Linked DNA regions of Pan troglodytes: region 1 is linked to region 2. A link is a contact called in public Hi-C data. All regions are on one chromosome and are shown on one strand. Each heading gives the region's core, a stretch centred on a gene start, on an enhancer-like site or on the middle of the called end of the contact. The rest is flanking DNA. Distances are from core to core; before and after follow the strand shown.

What was found. Hi-C and Micro-C count contacts between places; a contact is called where the count stands out from the background.
Region 1: a Hi-C map of induced pluripotent stem cells shows a contact between it and region 2, with 2.3 times the contacts expected there. The contact joins two enhancer-like sites. A contact is called at or near these places in 2 of 7 Hi-C or Micro-C datasets (induced pluripotent stem cells and stem cell-derived neural progenitor cells).

The regions. Positions count from the first base shown.
Region 1 is chr12:104,486,568-104,492,867 of NHGRI_mPanTro3-v2.0_pri, forward strand. It overlaps LOC104004893 (a long non-coding RNA gene), which reads right to left. Exons shown (of 12, transcript XR_010149624.1): 6 at 3,744-3,891; 7 at 3,028-3,082; 8 at 2,499-2,764. Among named protein-coding and RNA genes, the nearest start is that of RDH14, 170 kb to the left of the region's middle. Within about 2 kb of position 2,219, at least 2 of the 24 cell types and tissues checked have an H3K27ac peak or open chromatin away from gene starts, as enhancers often do. A contact at or near this core is called in induced pluripotent stem cells, where this site is marked.
Region 2 is chr12:104,351,190-104,357,720 of NHGRI_mPanTro3-v2.0_pri, forward strand. No RefSeq gene overlaps it. Among named protein-coding and RNA genes, the nearest start is that of RDH14, 39 kb to the left of the region's middle. Within about 2 kb of position 4,797, at least 3 of the 24 cell types and tissues checked have an H3K27ac peak or open chromatin away from gene starts, as enhancers often do. A contact at or near this core is called in induced pluripotent stem cells, where this site is marked.

The sequences.
Region 1 (6,300 bases), core at 969-3,468, 130 kb after region 2:
CACGCTGGTCTCAAACACCTGATCCTCAAGTGATCTGCCCACCTTGGCCTCCCAAAGTGCTGGGATTATAGGTGTGAACCACTGCATCCAACCAATGTAGGGTTTTACATAAGGAAGACTGATTGGCCTAGAAGAAGAAGAGGTGAGAACCTGCCCTTTGTGGTGATTATTGGGCAAAAAAGGGAGAAAGGAGAGCAGAGTGATCAAGCACTGGATGTTCTGAAGAAGGAACATAGACATATCAAGAAAGGGCTGGTGTGCCAGCAAAGGTATGGGATCAGAGCAAAGGCCAGGGTCAGGCCTTTGAGGCTTGAGCCAAGCAGTGTGGACCCAGACTCCAGCCGAGCAACTACTTTACAATCAGGAAGAGCAGAGGGTTGATATCACACCTCACAGATACCCTGCTCCCATAGCCATCAACACAAAATCACAAAGACACAGCCCTCTGCCATAAACTCAGCTACCAGCTTGGAGAAAAACAGAGGAAGAAAGAAAACACCCAAAAGCTGAGAGTTTATTTGGATTATTGACCAGAAAGAGAGTCATTTGAAGAGGCAGCTTTAATTATGCAAATGAACAGAATTGACCAGAGAGGGGCATATACAAAAGATGAAATCAGTTATCAAAGAACAGTAGATATATATTTTATTTGAATTTATTTATTTATTTACAACTCTAAATATGTTTGTGGCTTGTTATGATTATTGAAATGCACTAATCATTGTATCTGTGTATTAAATGACTTATTAAAATTACCTAGGGCTGGTACAGCTTACTGCAGATCCTCAGGAATATTTTAATATATTGATTGGTGTATCTATTATTTATGTAATGCACTATTTAATCACTTGGTTTCTTTTAATGGTTATTTTTATGTTAACCTTTTTATTTATTGCATGTGATACTAGTTTTCCAGTTATAAAAATGACATAAAGTTTCCTCTTAAAATTAAGTTTTTTAAAAAAGAGTTGATTTAAAAAATATTTAATAAATAATAGTGCAAATGGATAGCAGACATAGCAACAACTATAAAGTTGGTATCAAAATGTCTGAAGTTTGAGAGGTGATACTCTAATGAAAATTATGGGATCTTCATCCACAAGGAAACTTGAAATGTGCACAAGCACCTAATAATCCTTTCGATAACTGGAAGCAACAGCAACAGGCTGGGCCTGTTAAGGGAAGGCTGATTGGTTAAGAAAATCATTCAAAGAATAAAGGGTACTCACATTGGAGCTCTTTTTATGTGCTGATGCTTTACATATATGGTTCTAATTTAACCTTTACAGCAGCTCTGTGATTATATTTTAAATGAGTACACCAAAGGCCTGAGAGTTAAGAGATGGATCCAAGTTCATGTAGCTAGTAAATAGCAAAGCTGAAATGTGAACCCTACTCCCTAAGAGCCAAGATATGGACTAAATCGAAGAGTTGAAGTTTGTCACTGAGATTCATTAAACAGCTATCCAAAACAAACAAACAACAAAAAACAAACAAACAAAAACAGCTGTCCCAATAGTAGTTGGGCCTATGTCTGTCTCCTTTCAGATTTCTCAAACAGCAACTGGATGTTGCTGCCCCAAGGGATGAAAAGGAGGAAGACAGTCCCTTCTCCAATAAGTAAAGAAGACGACTCAGAGACCTTGACCTCTGAGACCGTGCACGGGATGCACCTCAAATCACCAGGGTGTGACCACTCATGGGCAAATAGCATGCGAGGTTTGTCTGTTGTGGTCATCCTGCGGCTAAACTAGAATCCTAGCCTGGGGAGAGTCAGCAGTAGTGTCTCTTAGTTTATAATTCATTAGAAAATGTCAATCCCCACTTCTTGGGATAGTTCAAGGGTATAGTGACAGGAATCTGAGTCGGCTACTGGTCGGTTAGGTCGTTGGTTTCACAAGCAAATGCTTCCCCCTAGTGGCTATGGCTGGTCATTGCATGTGCCTCCTCTCAGGACTCACTTCTGGAAAACTCTAAGGTGACTGTGCAATGTGGGTCACAAACAATTCTCCCTCACCTCCTACCCCCAGTAACTGCCCCACCCTGTTATTCCTCAACAGTCCCTCTGTGCTTGCTGGACTGCCTTTGCGCCTCCCGCCCACCCTTCCCAAGGTATACTGGCTGCTTTCCAGACTTCCGGGTCCCCTCATCCAGGACACTGGTTCTTCTCTCCTGTGCCTGGACCAGGCGGACAGCTCTTTCTGAGCATCTGCAGACCCTGAAGCTTTGGGTACAGCGCCCTCTCCTGCTAACTTCAGTTTCACGCATGCAATTGACTCGCCCCCAAAACCGGATTGGAAAGTCTTCTCCAGACTTTCTATCCCTTAATGCAACCAGCCTAGAGAGGACTAGGCCTGTGGGTTAGAGGGATTTTATTAAATGCTGAACTCTTTTAGGAAGATGACTGAATCAGTCAAGGTTTTTCAGAGAGATAGAACCAATAAGCTAGAAAGAGACAGAGAGAGAGGAGAAATGATTAATTAAGGAGATTGGCTCACTTTGTAAGGAAGGCTGAGAGGTGTCACAACAGGCCGACTGCAAGCTGGAGAACCAGGAAAGGCAGTTGCATGGTTCAGTCCGGATATGAAGGCCTCAGAACCAAGGAAGCCGATGGTGTAACTCTCAGTCTCAGGCCAAAGGCCTGAAAGCTGGTGGGTGGTGGAGGTGGTAGGGACAGGGAATGCTGGTGTGAGTCCTACAGTCCAAAAGCCAGAGGAACTGGAATTCTGACATCCAAGGGCAGAAGGAGAAGGGCATCCAAGCTCTGGAAGAGAGAGAGAACAAATTCACCATTACGTTGCCTTTTTTTTTTTTTTTTTCCATCGGAGCCCTCAGTGGAGTGAATGGTGCCCCCACATTAGGTGAGGATGGCTCTCCCTTATTCAGTCCATTGATGCAAATGCCAGTCTCTCCTAGAAACATCCTCAGAGACACACTCAGAAATAAAGCTCTACCAGCTAGCTAGGTGTCCCTGAATACAGTCAAGCTGACACCTACATTTAACTATCACAATGACTAAGAAAGTACCTTGATTTCAGTAAGTCATCTTCTGAGACTCCTTTTGCAGCCGTACCCTGGGATCCTACAGGAAATAGAAGAGGAGAATTGTGTTTCTCTGAAACTCATCGCCTCTGCAGTATGACCCTGGGCTACACTTCCAGATAAATCTTCCCAAAACTATCAGCACTTACTCCAAGAACTCCAGCCCAAAGGAGCCAATCACTGCTTCCCACTTCACTGACACCCACCACCCTGTCTACTTGAACCCTCTTAATTTCCCAAACTTCTAATCATTCATCAAAGTTCAACTAAAATGCTTCCTGGTCCACAAAACTGTCATTATTCCCTAAGGCTTCATCCTGAGATATTTCCCTCCTCCCATCTCCCTATTTGTTCTGAGACTTTCTTTAGAACAATTGTCACTTTATTACCACTACTGCTGCTATTGTTGCTATGGCTAATTCTACTCTTTACTCTTATTTCTTTTTAAATTTTATTTTAGGTTAAAGGGGTGCACCTGCAGGTTACCTGGGTATACTGCATGATGCTAAGATTTGAGGTATGAATTCCTGTCACCCAGGTACTTAGTACCCAATAGTTTTTTGACCTTTGCCCCCTCCTTCCCACTCCCTCCAGTTTCTATTGCTGCTATCTTTATGTCCATGAGTACTCAGTGGCTAGCTCGCAGTTATAAGTGAAAACACGTGGTATTTGGTTTACTGTTCCTGCATTCATTCGCTTACAATAGTGGCCTCCAGCTGCATCCATGTGGCTGCAATGGACATTATTTCATTCTTCTTTATGGCTGCATAGTATTCCATGGTGCATATGTATCACATTTTCTTTTCCAATCCAAGCAAAGTCTACTCTTTATGGCTTTCCAGTGGTTGGCTGGAGGAAATAGGAAGACTATGAAGGAGTCAACTGTTCTGAGTGGGGACTAACCCTAACATAAAATTCAGGAAAACACTGGGCAGAATATGATTAATATTAGGAAAAAGAACATTGCCATAATAAGAATATATTCATGCTTATTGTGTGCCAAGTGTTAAGCAAAACATGGCTTACTTAATGGCTTCTTAAATATATTCCCCCAAACCCAATAGAACACGCATAAAAGACCCACTTTATAGTTAAGAAAGCTGAGGCTCCTAGAGATAAAGTAGCTATCAGCTAATTGTGGCCACAACAATGTGGGATAACAGCCACAGAACTTTACTGGCCTACAATGATCTGCCTTTATTTACTCATGGGACAGAAGGCTGAGGCTGGGCTGATCTCAGCTGGGTTTGGGTGTTAGTTTGCTAGGGTTGCCATAACACAACACCACAGGTTGGGTGGCTTAAACAACAGAAGTTGATATTCTCATAATTCTGGAGTCTGAGGGTTTAAGATTAAGGCCTGGCTGCCGGCTTGCTGTGTCCTCACCTGGTCCTTTCCCTGTGTGTCCAAATGTCCTCTTATAAGGATACCAGGCATATGGATTAGGGATTCTATTGGCCTCATTTTCACTGAATCACCTTGTTAAAGGCTCTGTGTACAAATATAGTCACATTCTGAGGTACCGCGTTAGGGCTTCCACAGATGAAGTTGGTGGGGGCGGATGTGATTCAACCGTCACAGTTGTTTGTGCATTTGTGGAGAAGCTGATCCTTCATCCATCTGTGAATCAGCCGGAGGCTCTGCACCTACTTATTCATTAATTCATTCAACACATACTGAGGCCAATTGTGTGGAAGGAGCTCATGAGGTACAGGAGATATAATCGTAAATTACACAAGCTTTCTATACTCTTGTAGCCTCATGGGGGATACAGACAATTGCAAAAGGTTATCTTAAGAAATAATAGAGTAATAAACACAAGCAGTGGGTATTAGAGTCTTAGATTTGGCTTCCTGCAGGAAGTGACACATTGGAGCTGGAGCCTCGCTCCCCACATAGAGAACAGAACAGAACACAGCACACCTTCCTAGTATAAGGTAATTGCTTGGGAAAATGTCTCATTCATGCTTACACCAGTATGATGCTTAACATATGGACTAACACATAATAAGCAGTACTCAAAAAATATTGCCTAAAAAGACCACAGAATCAGTTTGGGAGGGATCAAGGACCCAGTTTTTAAGTTTTTTTTTTTTCTCTCTTGTTTATCTAGGTATCAAAGAAGAGGTAAGCACAAAAAAGAAGTTGTTAACAAGAAAAATTGGGCCTTTTATCTACCACACTGAGATTAAATAAAACTGATTTGAAAAATAACTGAAAGTTATCAGATGAAAGTAGACACATAAAAATAAATACTATAACACTATCGGCACATATGGAAGACAGGCCTGATTTTTGTCCAAGAATCTGGCATTTTTCAAAAGTGACTCAAAATTAGGAAAACCAGAATCATAAATAAAAAGGCTGATAAACTTGTCTACATATTTTTTTAACTTTTGCATGGTAGCATACACACATACATACACACACACACACACACACCTGTGAGGTTGACATTTAAATAATAATTTTTAAAAAAATAATTGCAGCATATATGAAAAAAGAGTTATATTCCTAATCAAAGACCTTTCAGAAAATAACACCCAAAAGAAAAGTAGACAACTCAGTCTATACTAAAAAGAATTATGATAAAAAGTAAATATATGATACATATAATAAAAATGTTAAGTCTCACTATGAATCCAAGATATGTAATTAAACACAAAAGACATACTTTATCATCTGCTGGGAAAAATTTAAAACATTGGAAATTGCCTCTTCCAATAGGTGTTGGTGGGAGTGTAAGTTGGTACAGCTTTCTAGAGGAGCATTTGATAGTATATATCAATATGTGCAATGTTAATCACCTTGACAATTCTAGAATGTTCAGAGATAACTTGCCAAACTGCACCGATGTTGCACAAAAAGATTCATTGAATATTTATTACAAAAACTGAAACAAAATATTCATCCGCAGGAGAACATTTATAGATTAAGTTTTTTAATAGGTATAAAGTGAATCAAATTTTCTATTTATCCTTATACCAGTTTCTAAAATGTGTATCTTTTAAGGAATTCGTCAAATTCATCTAAGTTGGCAAATTTGTTTGTGACACAATGTATTTGCTCATACTATTGTCTGGTTATCTGAGTAATCTCTTTAGGGTCTGTAGTCATGCTCTTTTATTCCTAATATTGGTAATTTCTATCTTCTCTCTTTTTTCCTGATCAGCCCAGGTTTTGGTTTCATTGTTTTTTTCTCTATTAAATTTCTGTACTCGATTGCATTGATTTTCCTATAATCTGTATCATTTATTT
Region 2 (6,531 bases), core at 3,547-6,046:
GGATAGTGCCTTGCTGTTCCCCACAGAGAATCTGAATCTTTTTGGCCTGTGGCCACACACTTATCCTCAAGGCCTCACCATGGCTGGGCTGTGTCAGCTCACAACTGAATCATTGCCTTAGCTGCTACCCCGTACCCTCCAATCTCTCGGTGCTTCATCTATCCCTCTGGGTGCCCTTCCGGCCCCAATACTTTTATCAGCAGCCTTCAGCACCTCCCTAGTCAAAGAATCAACTCACAGCTACCTATGCCACATCTGTCTGGGATTTTCAAATACAACACTTTGCTTTTTCATCCTGATGAGCTTTTGAGGGCGGTAGGCAGTCTTATTATTGTTTCAATCTTAAAAATTAGAAAAATGGGGTATAGAGAGTAGTTTGCCCCAACTCAGTGTTACAGATGGAAAGCCAGAGAGGAACCCTAGGACGACTGGATGGAAATATAGGGCTCTGTGTATGCTTGATGGGCTTTCTTCCTTTCTTGGTGATTTTCGGCCTTCACTGAGCATTAGAATCACATATAGAGGACTGAAAAATAATAATTGTTCCAACTCATTCCCCCAAATCCTGTCTGATTCAGCAGGTCTGGGGACTGGTATAGGCATTTTCAAAATGGAGAGACTGTGGTTCTTCCTAAATTGAAAACCACTATCCTCTCAAGTAAAGACCTAATCGTCTTTTCTAGCCTTACCTCCCATGTTATCCAGATACCAACCTTGGGTCAGGCCAGGCTGGTAAATTCACTGTGTCCTGGATTTCTCTTGCTCTATCTGGCCTGTGCTCCTTTGTTTCTATGAGATCCTCTGCCTAGAATGTTCTTCCCAGTCCTCTATCCCTACCCAAGAATTCTCCTGCCAGGGTTCAATTCAATCCTGCCTTTTCCAGGAAGGCTGCCATGAATCTCCACGGCCATGGGGATTCGCCCTTCATGGAATCCTTAGTTTACTCACAGCCAGGAGGAATTATTTTGGCATTTATCATTTATTGCCTTATGTTGCTACAGATCTGTTTCATGGGTTACTCTTATCTCTGCAGAGGGACTGCAAGAGTCACAGAGAGTGTGAGAGAAGGCAGAAAGAATGAATAGAGGATTCAGAGTCAAGAGTCTTGGGTCTGACCCCTGACCCAGCCAACTATTGGTGACATGACCCCGAGCTGATCATGGTTTCCTTACTGTTATTTTTGCTATCATTTGTTCACTTTGTCTTAGAGTTTTAGTGGTCTTCATTCCAAAAAGAAAATAATGCAGGAAACCAACAATATCAAGATTCTGTATCAAAAAGCACCTAGCAGCATTACTGTAATCTCAGAAGCTCTCAGTATCTTTCAGGTCTCAATCTGAGACCTAAATCCAAGCCTTCTGTCCAATTCTGTTCTAATTATACCATACTAATGTGAAGACTTGGATTTTCTGAAAAAAATGCAACTTAAAAAATGTGATTTTTCGTCACATCCAAAATGCAAGGAAATCCCAGGTCTTCACCTGTAAATATGTGTTGAACTAAAGAATGAGCAAATGAAGCACAACTGAAGTTCTACAGGAAACATGCAAAGAGGAAAAAGAGAAGGAATGATCACACCTGACAAGGAAGGTCTGAAACGTCTTTGAAGATGTGACATTTAGCTGTTGAGGTTTTAGGACATAAATAATTTCTCTCTTCCTCTGAGGATTCAGAGTCAATTCAGTATGGGCACTAGGGTCAGAAGGAAGAAACTCAAACTATCAGTTGGTAACTCTGGATTGGAGAACAGGCCTCTTTCCCCTGCCTTTGCAGTATAAACCCTTATGAGGGCAGGGCCAGTCCCAGGCAGACGTTCTCACCCTTCCCACTACAGAGGGCATTACTCCTTCATGCCAGTCCTGCCCCCGTGGAGGGACTTGCCCTGAGCATGGGGCTTCATGACTGCCTCTAGACGGCAACCACAGGGAGAAAGTAAGTGGGAGCCAGGCCACAAGCCCTTGATCTGCAGGCAGGAGGAGCCTTGAAGACGGAGGAATGGTGGAACTGAGCTGGGTATGCTCAGGTTCTGATCCCAGTTACTCCTCTTCTCCTAGGAAGAGTGAGTCAAAGATGGAGTCAGGGGCTGGGAATGTTCCTCCATCTTTTCTCCTCCTAAAGAGAGTGGTGAAACTCTCGACTTTGCCTCTCCTCTCTGTGGAAATAGGAGGTACGGGTAAGCATTTCTCCCTAAAAATGGTCATGATGATAGCAGGCAGACATTTAAGGACAAAAAAGAATCAGAGGAAACTGTATGTATAAATTGTACATATGCATGCTTGATGTGTGAAAATGTGGAATATGTACGTGGAAGGGGGTGCACCCTGGTGCATGAGGCCTGTGGTGCACAGAAGAAACTAGAAGAGAAGAAGGAAAAAATGATATTGCCAGATTTTGAGAGCCTCAAATTCCAGGCTTAGGAGTTTGACTTTGATCATCAGGCAGTGAAAATCTATGCCTTTTATTGGAAACATAACTCTAAAGCCTCTGCCTGCACCAGCATAGCAAGCAGTTCTTGTCATGGCAGAAAAACTGGCCTTAGCCACCCCCTCCACTTGACCTACTTGTGAGCAATCCTAGGTGGAGTCTCCTGGACTCCAGAATAAGATCATGCCGCACATTCACCTAAAATATATTGCAGGAATTCTGCAGCCAAATATCCTTGACATGAATACAGAAACAACAGAAATACAACAAGCAGATGACTGAGAATTGGATTCACTAGTGGGGATTTGGAGGTGGCAGAGTGCAGCCTGTGGAGTGTTTGGCCCTGAGGGTCACATCATTCTGAGGACAGGGCAGAGCTACAGGTGAGCACTTAGTGAGGGTCAGAGGTAGCATGCAAACATGAGCTTTGGACTCATTAACTCAAGTAAGAAACAGCACTGGGGGAAATAAAGGCTGACCCATCAACAGAGGAATTATATTCAACTCTGGCGAGAACCACGCCAACAGTCCAAGCAATTTAAGAGATGTACTTAACTAGTGTGAGGAGGAGTCCTCTAATTTCTGTCTCCAAATTGGATAGCATGGACTCTTTATATTTATTCAGCACACTGCAGTGTGCGAAGCCCTTTCACATAACATTACTCATGAGTTGTCACAAACAGCTCTGTGAAGCAAGGAGAGCTAGGGGAGTACAATCCCCATTTTAGGAAACTGAAGCCATGAGTTCCATGAGGAGGTCTCAACTCAGGCCAGCTCTCCCTCTGGCTCCACTGTAACCTTGTGGTTTTATTGATGGGGGCTTTCCTTGAGGAAGAAGATGCAGGAGTTGATCTGGCTCATCAGTCTGTCCCCCTGTGGAGGTAGAGGCTGGCGCTAGAGAATATTGTTACGGTCCTTCATCCTATAAGGTACCATCCACATGTACTATTTCCAAAGTGACTGAATTTGCTTAATCCAAAGTGGTTAAGTAGAATGACAAACAGAGATGGGGTGTTAAAATTAGGGTTAACTGACAAGATTAAGAACGTCCTATACTGCTAGATTTATTTTCCTCCTTTCCTGGTCTTTTAAATGGGCCTAAAATATATAAAAGTGGATACAGAGATACAAATTGGTAGCTCTAGGGCCAGAAGATGTTTAAACTAGTGTTTTAAAAAGCAATAGTTTGAACATCAAATTCAAGTCATGTACCTTCCAGTTTGACAAGGTTTGTACCATTCCCTATTGTCTTATATCAGACCCACTTTTATTCCTTCAGTCAGTCAACAACAACTATTTACTCTACGCCTGTTCTGAGCCGGGCGTTCCCCCATAATTACATTTTCATTGCCTGCCTGGGCCCACACACACTTGAATAACTAGTCTCCACCCTAGACCACAATCGAGGGGAGCTCATGTTTGACGAATGCTCCTTTATTCCTCTGAGTGTAACCTCCGTACCTGAAGTTTACATCACCTTGAAGCTAGGGTGTTGTAACTAATGTTCACCCTGGGTCTTCAGAGATTGGTTTTTCCAAAGACTCTGCTGTTTTTCCTTTTAAAATCCCAGAGCCAGAGGCAAATGGTAGGCATTCCTCTCCCCAGAGCCCAAATAGGTGGCTGAAACCTGGAAACTTTCAGGGACTTGCCAAAGGCCCCAAAGGTAGCAGGGAGGCCTCCCAAAAGGACTGGTCCTCTTGATTCCAAGCCCAGAGGTAGATCTCCTGTCCTTGAGGGGCTTTGGTTTCAGACCCTGCCTGAGAGAACAAAAGAGACTTCAGTTGTCACATCGACACAGCCCCGAGCTGCTCTATTTTCTAACTTGGCTGGCTTTCCCCGTGTGCTGTTTCACATCAGATACCTCCTCCCCCCACTTTCCTTCAGATGATTGGTTGAAATTAAATATCCTGAAATTACATTGAAGGGGGGGGGGCGCTAATACAAAATTTTAATCAAAATACAAGCTTAACAGTTCCCAGCCTTTGAAATGTGAAGCAGACACTGGGTCCGCAGGGATGCCCCGACATGTTCTCAGGTGTGAAGTTAGCCAGGGAAGGGGCCCACTCTCTCTGAACATGAGAATTGCAAGTAAACCAGCACATTGCAAACTCAGGATTTCCAAATGAGGCAGGGCCTTCTCTCCCTTTCCATAGCGTGCATGGGCAGGCTGGCCCAGAGGGAAGTTCTCACTGAAGACACTGGAGGAGAAAGGGTCCCTCGTGAAAGGGTCTGGGGGTTCTCCCTGCCCCACCTGGCTTTGATCCATAGGTATGCCATCCAGGGCCTGAAAGCTTAGGAAGGAAAGGACTGGATAAAGGAGCTTGCAGGGGAGGCAAAACCCCTGATACAGCAAGAGAGCCACTCTGATGGAATGAGGCAGACATCGGGCGCCCTCTGGTGGCACATGCCCCACCAGACAACACGGAGGCTTTCTCCCTGGATTAACTCTATAAATAGAAGGATGATTTATTAAACAGATTTGAGGCTCATTTGAGGCACTGGGCCATGATTGCTTCGGGGCTCAAATAAGGAGGTGCTTAGGACCCTGCCTCTTATGCAAACACCTGGACTCACTTAGCAAGTCACTAGCATGATCTACATTACAAGTGCATCGGACACTGTTGGCTCAGCCGTTCCCAGCCAGGAGATGCCAAATTCCTCATATATAAAAGGAGCTTTAGTAACTCAAGCAAAATAAGCACACTTTTCCCCCCACTGCCTTCCCAGAGACCTAGGCGGCAGGGTTTCTGTGAGGATACACAATACCTTGTTACAAACCATGTAATGTTTTAAAAAGTATCTATCTGACAGCCTTGGCTAAAGCCAGATCTTCTATCTCGATTACTTCAATATGTCACATCCATATCGCACCACAGCGTCCAAGCTTTCGGAGCCAAAGCCTCTCTGTCTTGTCCAACCTTCCCATCTGGAAGCAATGAGCTTAATATTCTGGCTCTCCCCCCATAAAAGCTATGTCACAAAAAAGTAGCAGCCTGTGAACTGCGTTAGCCCCGCAAGACACACCAGAGCTCCTCATTCTCTGCAGGCTCTGTTCAGTCACATTTTAAGGCCCTCCCCTGCTCCTCCCCTCCCTTGCTGCCCCTGTCTTCCAAACAGCCTGAGATGCTCAGCGCAGTACCAGGAGGACAGGAGTGAACTGACAATCATTTATACTTTAATCCTCCTTTATGACATTTTGAGGGATGCAGCTTAAAATATCATGGAGGCTGACAGACTCCCTCTGGATAAATGTGTCTGCTAGAGAAGAAGCATTGCCTTACAAGGACCCTACTGTTTCTGGTGACCCATCAGAGACCCAGCTTTGAAGCCTGTCTTGTACCACGTCTCCCACTCCCCTTACCTTCTCCAACACTGCCGGAAAGTCTCAGTTCATGGTGACAATGACCTTCCGTATTGCATGTGCCTTAGTCATTCATTGATTCACTTACTCATCCAATTTGGATTGACTACATGGCATGTCCCTTTCCATGTTCTCTGTTTCATTGCAATGTCAAATGAGTCCCTGGCTCCCAGGAGCCTGAGTCTGTGAGGGAGACCAACCCCACTCCAGAACCATCAGATGAGTGTTCCTCAAAGCATGTTTCATGGGTCACTGCTGCATGGGAATCTTTTGGGTGCCTGTGAAGCGTGCCTACGTCGTGGCCCTTGCCCAGGCCTCCCAAAAGAGGATCACTGGACGCCAGGCTTAAGAATGTGCATGTTTAATAAAATTCTCCAATAAGTAATTTCTACACACATTAAAATCAAGAAACTCACTGAGTTAGGTCAGATGAAGCAGCAAATGATGTTGCGCAAAATGCGAAAAGAGACCGTGTGTACTGAAGACAGAACTTGGGCTTTGCCTGGAAATGATATAATGCCGCTGCTCGGTCCCAAGTCCCTAGGTTTTGGAAGATTGGTGTGAGTGGAAGTCACCCTCCAGCGGAGCACCTAGGACTTTGGCTCCTTGACTGTTCTCCTTCGCCTGGAAGCTTCTGGGGGCAGAGGCCAGCTTTCCTGTGTTGAGTTCTTGGGAAGGGCCTCTGTGTCCTGGAAGGGACTTGAAAGAGCAGCTCATCTAAGCTCTTCAGTTTGTAGGAAACACAT